2 separate regions of the Gossypium hirsutum genome follow, and region 1 is linked to region 2. The links are chromatin contacts, called in public Hi-C maps. All regions are on one chromosome and are shown on one strand. The core of a region is the stretch at or near the end of the contact, and the rest is flanking DNA. Distances in the headings are between cores, read along the strand shown.

What was found. A called contact is a pair of places that touch in the nucleus more often than the background predicts.
Region 1: a Hi-C map of leaf shows a contact between it and region 2, with 2.3 times the contacts expected there. The contact joins the promoter of LOC121221185 here to the enhancer-like site in region 2. A contact is called at or near these places in 4 of 34 Hi-C or Micro-C datasets (callus and leaf).

The regions. Positions count from the first base shown.
Region 1 is chrD09:13,836,551-13,841,602 of Gossypium_hirsutum_v2.1, forward strand. It overlaps LOC121221185 (ACT domain-containing protein ACR6), which reads left to right and starts at 2,344. Exons shown (of 7, transcript XM_041101820.1): 1 at 2,344-2,637; 2 at 2,857-2,902; 3 at 2,984-3,098; 4 at 3,181-3,248; 5 at 3,335-3,940; 6 at 4,166-4,270; 7 at 4,378-4,988. The coding sequence starts at 2,591. The coding sequence ends at 4,725.
Region 2 is chrD09:13,560,158-13,565,537 of Gossypium_hirsutum_v2.1, forward strand. No RefSeq gene overlaps it. Among protein-coding and RNA genes, the nearest start is that of LOC121221466, 65 kb to the left of the region's middle. Within about 2 kb of position 2,189, at least 2 of the 9 cell types and tissues checked have an H3K27ac peak or open chromatin away from gene starts, as enhancers often do. A contact at or near this core is called in leaf, where this site is marked.

The DNA of each region.
Region 1 (5,052 bases), core at 1,094-3,593, 280 kb after region 2:
TAATTTTAAGAAAAATAAAAACTAAACTAAAATATTAAAGAATAAATTTTTCATTCCTATGTTTTTTCTAAAGAAGATCTCTGCTAAGTGTGAATGCATGGCAAAAGAGAGAATTTTCCTTGCCTAACTTTATAAATTATATGTCCACTTGGCAAATGGCCCAAATTGTTATAAAAATTATTGCCTCTTGGCGCTTCAAATAGCTAAAATATGAGAATATTTTATTGATGTTGGTTGCAACTATGCTCGGTCCTCGCAATTATTTACAAAAATCAAAATCAGAATCATCACAGACTTTTCAAAACAGCACATTAAATTAAATTAAATAATCCAAAAGCCGCGAACAAGCGAGGTAGATGGTTAGGCATCCTTTAGGTTTAGGTAATGCCAAGGAGCCACTCTCTTATTTCCTAGACAAATCTGATTTAAAGTGGGCTACGAATTTTCAACATGCATTGACTAAAATTTACTATTTTCTCTGCATTTTTCATTCATTTTTAATGAGTATCCTAAAGATAACTATGGAGCTTGGTTAACTATTAATAATGAAATAATGGGTAAATTACACCATTAGTTGCTAAATTTTGTTCTGAGTTTTTGTTTTGGTTACTCAATTAAAAATTACAAATTGATCATTGAACTATTCAAAAGATTTCATTTAATTCATTGAACTAGTCAAAAAAATATTTATCTAAGTCACTGGGTAATTAAGTTCTTTAAGGAAAGAGTTTCGCTAGCGAGTTCCAAGTGACAATTCAATGACCGGTACAGTGAATCAGTACCCATTGACAAGTAGAAGAACATACATTAGATCCAAGTCGATCTAACGGTCAATGTTGGAGATTGAGAAAAGACTTGTTTGAAATTTGGTTCGCAGATGAGTGACGTCTAAAGTTGTTTCATGAAAAAGAACTGAGCTATAGAAGAAAATGGGAAAGAAAGTTTTCGATTGGTGCAAACAATGCAAATAGAGAAAGCCATATAATATCAATTTTAACAGTCTGATGACTTTAATGAAAACTTTTGAATAATTCAATGATCAAATTATAATTTCTTTTAGTTTAGTGGCCAAAATGAAAACTTATACATAGTTTAGTGACCAATGGTTTAGTTTATCTTAAAATTATCAAAATTTAAGATGAATGGACAAATTATCTTATTAAGTTTATTTGGTTGGAATATAAGTTATGTTGTTTGGTTGGTGGAATATAAGATTGCATAAAAGCATATAATAAATATGCTATAACCCCTCCCCAGCCCATAAATAAGAGGATAATGTGTTTCATCGCATTCGAACCCACATCCTCCTGTGTTGACAACAATAGCAATGTCAATCGAGTTAAAACTCAATTAATATAAAATTTATCTTTTTATTGATGAAAGTTGAAAGTTATAATATTTTATTTTATTAATAAATACATTTATGTAATAAATTAATTTCATATTTTTTCCTAAAATAAATAAATTAAAATTGAAGAAGATAATAACATATAATAACATACTAAAGGTTCTCTTTTCATCAAAGTGAGAGAGAAAAAATGAAAAACAACACATTTTTTTTTACTAAAAATGCATTTGTTATAATCTAAGGATAAATTTAATCAAAATAATAAAAAATTGGAAAAATTTTGTTTTAGTAATATTTAATGGTCTTTTGTTTTAATTTTTTCTTTTATTTTGCTTCTAATATATATATATTATAAGCATATTTTTAGAAGTTAATTGCATTATACATCTCTAAATTATAACTTGTATTTTAAAGTGATTTTCAAATTTTAAAATATTCTAGTTATATCCCTAAACTATCAAAGTTATATCAATAAGATGTTTACGTTATTAAAATTATTAATTTAATTATTAAATAAGATGTCAAATCTTATGGTATAATTTAAAATGAAAATTTTAAAGAAAAATGAAAATTATAAAAAAGGATGCTGTAAAAATATTGATTTTGAAATTTTTGAAGCTCTTTATATTATTAATACATTAATATAAATAACATCACTACCAAAATAGAGAAAACAAAGGTTGCTTAAAACACTGAGACTAATATAAAATAATATGAAGATGAAGAAGAAAATGCCGCCGAAAACACGGGAAAAAAATCTCCGACCAAACTGTAATCACCACCTGCTTGTCACACTCCCTATTGTGATCACCACAGTTAAATACTAGATAAATAAAAAAGGTCAAAAGTACAACATTCGTCAACACGCACGAGCCTGACCACGGGCAGCAATAACGACTTTCCAACCAATCATTTATTTACACGTCCCCAATATATTACATTTTCGGACACTCTTCTTCTAATTTATTTTTAAGCTTTCAATTATTATGTAGTCCTACTATTTTTATTTTCCTAACTCGTGCTTTCCTTGAATATTGGTTTCGGAAGACCTATTTTTATTTTTATTTATTTTCAATTTTGTACAGTATCATACAAAAAGAATAATAAAAGTTGCCCTTTTGGAAATTCTGAGTTCTGGGATTTCTGAGCTAATCAATTTCTTTTTTGAAAAAGTTTGGTTTTCTTCTTTGGTGCTTGTGGTTTTTCAGCTTGGAGAAATTTGGTTTTCTTTTTTCTTGAGAAATGGATGATGAATATGCTAAGCTTATCAGAAGGGTAAACCAACCCAGGTAATTTTTTCTCCTTTTTTTCTTTGAGAGATTTTCGTTTGAATTTATTGGTTAGATTTTTTGAGTTCTTTTCCCCCCCTGCTGTTTTGGATGAAGAAATTGAAGAAGATTAGAGTTTGTTCATATATTTTTTCATAAAAAACTGAAGCAAATTTGGCATGTCGTATTCTTGTCTCTTTATTGCTTTTAATTTGAGATGTATGGTTTTTGTTGTTGCAGAGTGGTGATTGACAATAATGCTTGTGAGGATGCCACAGTTATCCAGGTAAAAAGCTTAATTAGCTTGAATTATGATATGTGGGTAACCAGTTCCTTATATTTGGATATTGGGGAACTTTCTCTTCAGGTTGACAGTGTCAACAAACATGGGATTCTCCTGGAAGTAGTTCAAGTGCTTACTGATATGAATCTTACAATAAGAAAAGCATACATAGCATCTGATGGAGGATGGTTTATGGATGGTAAAACTTTTCCCTTAAAAACACTCTTCAATTTATACTCAACATACACTGATTTCTTTTAGTATTGTTGCTCATGTTTCAGTTTTCAATGTTGTTGACAATGATGGCAACAAAATCAGAGATAAAGAAATTATTGACTATATTCAAAGGGTAAGAAATAAGAACCTACCTCATGTTACTCTTTTGGCCTTACAGATTTTTAACTATTTTTCACCTTAAATTTTAATTTTTTACAGAGAATCGAAACTAGTGCGGGCTTTGTACCATCACGGAGAGGCTCCGTAGGTGTAATGCCATCAGAAGAGCATACATCAATTGAACTTGCAGGGACTGATAGGCCTGGTTTATTATCTGAAGTATGTGCAGTCCTGGCGGACCTGCGTTGCAACGTTGTAAATGCCGAGATTTGGACCCATAACACCCGTGCTGCAGCTGTAGTTCATGTGACAGATGATTCGACAGGCTGCGCAATCACCGACCCAAAACGTCTCTTGATGATAAAGGACTTGCTTTGCAATGTTCTCAAAGGAAATGATGACTTGAAAACAGCAAAAACAATGCTTTCAGCTCCCGGTGTCATGCATAGGGAGCGAAGGTTGCATCAAATCATGTTTGCAGATAGGGACTACGAAAGGGTGGAAAAAACTGGAGTCAGGGCAGTCGAAGAGAGGAGCTCGAGACCCCAAGTTAATCTGTTGAATATTGAGAAAGATTACACTGTTATTACCATGAGGGCAAAAGATAGGCCAAAACTACTGTTTGATATTATCTGCACTCTTACAGATATGCAATATGTTGTTTTTCATGGAATGGTCAACACAACGAGGATGGACGCTAATCAGGTGAGATAGTTCTTTTACCATTTTAATGTGATGGCAGTCCTATCAGCCACTGATATATATATATATTGATCAACTTGCTGATGCAATATTGAAGCAATTGGTGTAAGATGAAGCTGACATTGTAATCCATTTTGTGTTGGAATTCTACTCAGTTGAGCACAAGTTGATATGCTTAGAATTGTAGATTCGACAGTGTTAATGGCATCAGCTTTTTTGTCTTTGTAGGAATTTTATATCCGACATGTAGACGGGCTCCCGATCAGTTCAGAAGCAGAGTGTGTCCGTGTTATACAATGTCTTGAAGCAGCCATCGAGAGGAGAGCATCTGAGGTATAGGAAACCATCTCCCTGTCACCTTACACAAGAAGAAACTTTTGATTATGACAATCTGAACATAGTGTCCTTGATGTTATACCCTGCAACATTTCATGGTACAGGGGCTGGAGCTAGAATTGTGCACAGAAGACAGGCTTGGACTACTGTCCGATATTACCCGGATTTTCCGGGAAAACAGCTTGTGTATCAAGAGAGCATTAATCTCGACGAAAGGTGGTAAGGCCAAGGACACCTTCTATGTCACAGATATGACTGGAAATCCGGTCGATCCCAAGATTATTGATTCAATCTGTCGACAGATAGGCCGGAGTGCACTGCAGGTGAAACATAATAGATCAAGTCTTGCACCAAAACCACCTCATCAAGAGACAACAATGAGTTATTTGTTCGGGAACTTGTTCAAAGCACGTACTTTTCAGAATTTCAAGCTAATCAGATCTTACTCATGATTTCTATCCCTGTATAGTCTTCCTCTATTGGATGAAGATATGAAGTCAAAAGATATAGATGGGGAGCAAGACAAGTCTCCCTTTCATAGTTACCAATATACTGATACAGTGAAAGTTACTGGTGGTGGTTGTGTATCTTTCATTATATCACTTGTAAGTAACATCTGTACAAAATGAACGTTTGCATGGATTGCTCATAAGATGCAAGTTTGTATAGAAAGTAGACTAGGTGAATAAGAAAAACAAAGTAAGTTTCTTCTGGATCTTATTGTGTACATTAATTAAGTGTTGTTTTTATTTTTGTACCCTTGAAATGATTTCAGGGGA
Region 2 (5,380 bases), core at 939-3,438:
AATCCCAAAATTTGGGATATATATTAAATTTATATATAAATTTTAGTCCAATGTGTGACTTAATACATAAATTTTAATTTGGTGCAATTATGCACATGAAATTTTAATTATGATTCATATGTATAAATGAAACTTTGATTTTGATTCAATTGTATACATCTAAAGAAATGAATATATATATATTCATATTGGATTAATATAATTGTTTGTAGATGCAATATATCAATGTGAAATGGTCATAATTTGATAATGTTGTTAGTGATTTTTGAAAAATGAATAAAAACAAATTTTCATGTATAAAAATCACACAAAATCAGAGTTTATATATGACACTGTATATTTGATCAAAGTTCATATATAATTTTGATATTTATCTCTTTACTTTTTTAATGTAAAAGATATTACAAACTTTAGATGAATAAAAAAATTTTAAAAATTCAAATTCAAATTTTAAAAAATAATAATATAAATCAAATGAATTGAGTTTCAAATTTTTATCCGGGTGCTAAGATTTACTTTAAAGAAATACTCTCAAACAGCCCAACCTGCATAACATAGTTCTTTAGTAACCAAATGAAAATACCAATTTAACCAAACAGGAAAGGTAACTATTAAACTTTAAATGTTTGTACTTTGTGTAATAATATCTTGATAGGTCATTTCAGCAGTATTGTCTCAATTCTGAATATCTTTAATATGCAGGCACATGGCCATCTAATAGAAGTATTGTGATTCCTGAATTGAGCTGATGGCTGTGGGTATTTGAATTCCAATTTGAAATTTTGATTTCAAATCCAAATATGTTTATTATTTAAATTAAAATTCAAGCATCTTCTTAATCCAAATTCGAGTTAAAAAGTTACCCATTAAATATCTCAAAGTCAAAATTTTAGAAAGTAAATTAAATTATGGATTAGAATATCCAAATTTAAGTTTATTATATGTAAAAAAATAAAATAGATTCAGATAATAAATATTCAAAAATTAATATTTGTATTCATTTTAAATTAATTGAACAGAATAATTCAAATATTTAAATTTAAATATTTTCTGAATCTTCAACCAACATATCAAATATCTACTAATTTGTACTATTTATTACTATCCTTATAACCTATCAGCTTCAGTGGGGATGAAAGAAAAAAAAATTACAAAGGCAGTGTAGCTGAGCAAAAATTCGATGAAGAAACAAAGTAAATCAAGAGGCATGTGAATTTTGTAACCAATAGCACATTTAACGCATGTTAGAGTACAGAGTCTTGTTTTGAATGCAAATAGATGTTATCAAATACAAAGACTATTCAAGTCGACTGAGTTTATTCGAGTTAGTATTGATATTGTTCTTAATCGAAAAAGATATAGATTAAGTGTACTGAAACACATTTATCTTTTTATTTAAAGTTAGAAAAAATTACGAGTAATTTTAAACATTTACATAAAAAATTTAAAAAAGGGTTTGTTTTATTTTTTTAAACCAAAGCAAAAATATGCTAAAAGAGGACATTTTAATTATTAAAAGAAGCTTCAAAGCTTCTTTTAATAATTAAAATGTCCTCTTTAAGCTTGAAACAGCTAAATTACATTACACCATATGTAATGTAGTGCAAATAGCTAATAAGTAATAAGGCCCTTGGAATTGATGGGAAAGTGCCTAAATTTTGGTGTGTGCTTATATAATTATCTCCCTTTGGTATTCAAATGGGAAAAAAGAAAAGGAAAAGCTTTGAAAAGGAAAGGACAAATGATTAAAACGAATACTAACAAAGAAAGATCCAAGCTTATCTCCTGGTGAGAAAAGAAAAAATCTTTAAAAATTAAATTTGGAAAACCCATAAACAAAAGCAAAGATCTTTTCCCATTTAATCAAATTGCTTGAATTCATGTGAGACTGGTTTTCAAAGAGCGGGGCCTCCCTTTGTCTCCATGATGGGAAGCACATGTGACAAGCCATGCAATCACCAACGTACACCTACCAACTCCAACCATAATTATCATCACAACACAAAGAATTGGTCTTCTCCACATCAAAGCAAAGGCTCTATGTAAGTTTTTATAAAGGGAAAGCAGTTGAAAAAGGAATAAATAAATTAATAAAGATATATATATGTTCTCATTACTTCAATGATTCATGCCAAACCCATCCTAAAGTTGCTTAATAATCAAGTTTGCAAGAATGATTAAAGAAAAAAAAAGGAGAAAAGTAAAGGATATATATGTCTGTGTGTATGGATATCCCCACTATGGTGACCAAGTATTGCATGGATTGTTCGTCCAATGAAAAGTCAAAGAGTATAGTGTACTTTTAATTAATGACCATTTCCCAAGTTTTTAATTTCCCATATAAACTGTATGTCATTATCATGGAGTGATTTAAGATAAAAAAAAAATACAAGTTAATCTCCATCATCTCCATCATCAGCTATTGTTGTTGATTTTCAATAGTAAAATCGTCTCAATAATCGTGCCAACCTGCCAACTTTTGAACTTCTTAAGTGGCAATTCTGTTGGCACTACCGCAAATCTCTTTAATTTAATTTAATTTTTTTAAAGATAAAAGTTTAAGATTTATATTAAGAGTTTTGAGTATCACAATTTTATAAAAAAAGATTAATTATTTTTAAAATTATATTAATAATAAATATACAAATTATAAGTGAAAAAAATTACTAAGGGTAAATCTTAAAAAAAAATGAATGGCTGGGATTTAACCATAAGTGTCAAAGTACTTGATAGACCAACCCTTAAGTAATATATGTATATATTCAGTTCATTCATATACATATATAGGGATTCATGAAATGGAAATTTTATGCATTGAGCTCATCGTCCACATAATGAATCCATTTTGGTCGATAAGAAACAAAAGTGGTTCGATTTTGTTGAACAAAAACAGAAATGTAATTTTTAGATTTGAATAATGATAACTGCATGATTTGAATAAACTTGTGAAATACATACTGGAAAAAGAAGGGAAAAAAGAAAGCTGAAGAGATGTAATTTTTGAGCAAGTAGTGCACCAAACTGACAAGAAACATGAAAGACAAGCAATCCCACAGCAAACTGAATTAAATTAAATAAAAAATTGTTTTTTAATTTTGGAATTAATTTAATGTAATTAAAAATATCTTTAGGCAATTCTACTCCAATAGCTTTTACCATTACACCAAACTGATATATAACTAGTTGAAAATTCTACTCCATATTTGATATTCATTGTTACAAGGTTTTTCTTTTATGGGATAACGAGTGAGGTAAGGATAATTTAAGGATTTAAAGATTATTTTTATCATTTTACTTGAGATTCATTACAACTATCAATATTTTAATAATATGAATAACTCTACAGCGGAGTTTTTATATTTTATAAGTAGGATTAAGGAATTGATAAATGTTTCGTAGAGTTATAATAAAATATTAAAAATAAATATTTAAAAAATATACGTGATATTTTTTAAGATTGCTTATGGAATTACATAGGATTCGGCCTTATCTTGTTTGTGTTTGTGTTGGTAAATTCTAGGCAAATGAGAAATTTGGGTGGCCAAACGTTTATGGATTCATCCATTGGTCCCAATGGAAAACAGTGAATTTTTTTCTTCAAATCAAACTCATATAAACATCAGCAATTATTATTTGTAATAAATAAAATAATAAATTGACAATTAGATAGAAGAAATCTCGAATCTATTTCCTAAGTGTTAAGGGATTGTAGAATGTTAAGTCTTGTTTAGGGAAAATTATTGGGACATCTTTGTCATTGGAGAAAATTTTCAAGGGAGTCCCTGTCTTTTTCTCAAGCTGTCATTGGAATGGCATCCACTCAATCTAAAGGATTTAATTACTTTGAGACAATCTTATCTTCTTCTTTTCCTGTTTTCTTTTTAAACTATCAGGCCCTTAGCATAAACATAGAATGCAACTACCCATGAAATATTTTTCAAACAAATTCTCTTTAATTTTCTCAATCACAAAGCTAAGAATAATATATTCTACAGGTGATAGATTCGTAGATTTCTTTCGATGGAGTTAAAGGCTATATTAGAAATATTTTTAAGGGAATCGAAATTAAAAATAAAATTTTTTAGAGATTAAAATGTCTTTTTATCATATATTAATTTATAATTTCATCAGTTTTTGAGAGACTAAACATAAATTTTTTTTTATTTTGAAAGTCAAATTATAATTTTACTATAGATTAATTTATAATATTATTTTTTTAAGGGGTTGAATTAAAAGTTTTAATTTCTAGTGGGACTCCCCATCACTCCTGGACGGAGTCGGTAGTAGAGGTGCTCATGGGCCGGGTGGCCCGGCCAAGCCCGACGGCCTGCCCGAAATATGGGAGGGTTCGGGTAAAAATATAGGCCCGAAATATGGGTTTGGGCAAAAAAAAGGCCCGTTTAGAAAACAGGCCGGGCCTCGGGCACCACTTTTTTGGCCCGGCCCGAATATAATAAATACCTATTATTATTATTTTTTAAATTTTAAAATATTTTTACAATATTTTTTATTTTTTTATTTTTAAAATAAATTTTTGGTGTTTACTAAAAAAGGGCCAGGTCGGGCCGGGCTTGGGCTTAGGCATTTTTTCCCGGCCGGGCCTAGACAAAATTTTAGGCCCATATTTCGTCCCGGGCCTAGGACGCGGGCTAAAATTTTTTCTCGGCCCGGCCCAACCCTTGAACACCTCTAGTCGGTAGTTATTGATGTTACTTAAGATTTTCCACTAATATTTTAATAAGGATTTGTTTGGAATATGTCTCATAAGTTGATTGTATTTGTTAATATAAATAAATCTTAATACATAATAATTTTATTACAATATCATTTCAAAAAATGGCATTCATAATTTTAATAATATAGTTTTATTTAAAAATATTAAAAATTAAATTTAATAACTAAAAATAAATATTTCATAAACAAAACTAATTATTTTAACTTTATAAAGTATAGAATCCAAAAATTTTAGAGAAATTTTGAACTAAAAAACAACAATCTCCTAACATTGCATTAGCCAATCCAATGGATCAAGCGGCAGTTTTCCTTGCTTCTATATTGACCATAAACCTTGACAATTTTTTTTTAACTAAAGTGATTTTTTTTCCATGTCATTAAACCAAAAAATTCCTATGATGCCTCTTTGGATCACTAAGAGCAATCTTGTAAAATAGTGTATTTGTAGCTTTATTCTTCAACTTATAAGCAATCCATCCATATTAATTCCTAAATTCTTTTTATTAAAACAGTTTTGTGTTTTATAATGTTACCACTGCTTGGATCCATTGGATAATTTAGTAATTCTCTCATAAAAAATTAACTTGAAGTAATTTATTTCAATTTCTAATTCACTTAAAGTCTTGTATATTTGTTGATTGTGTAT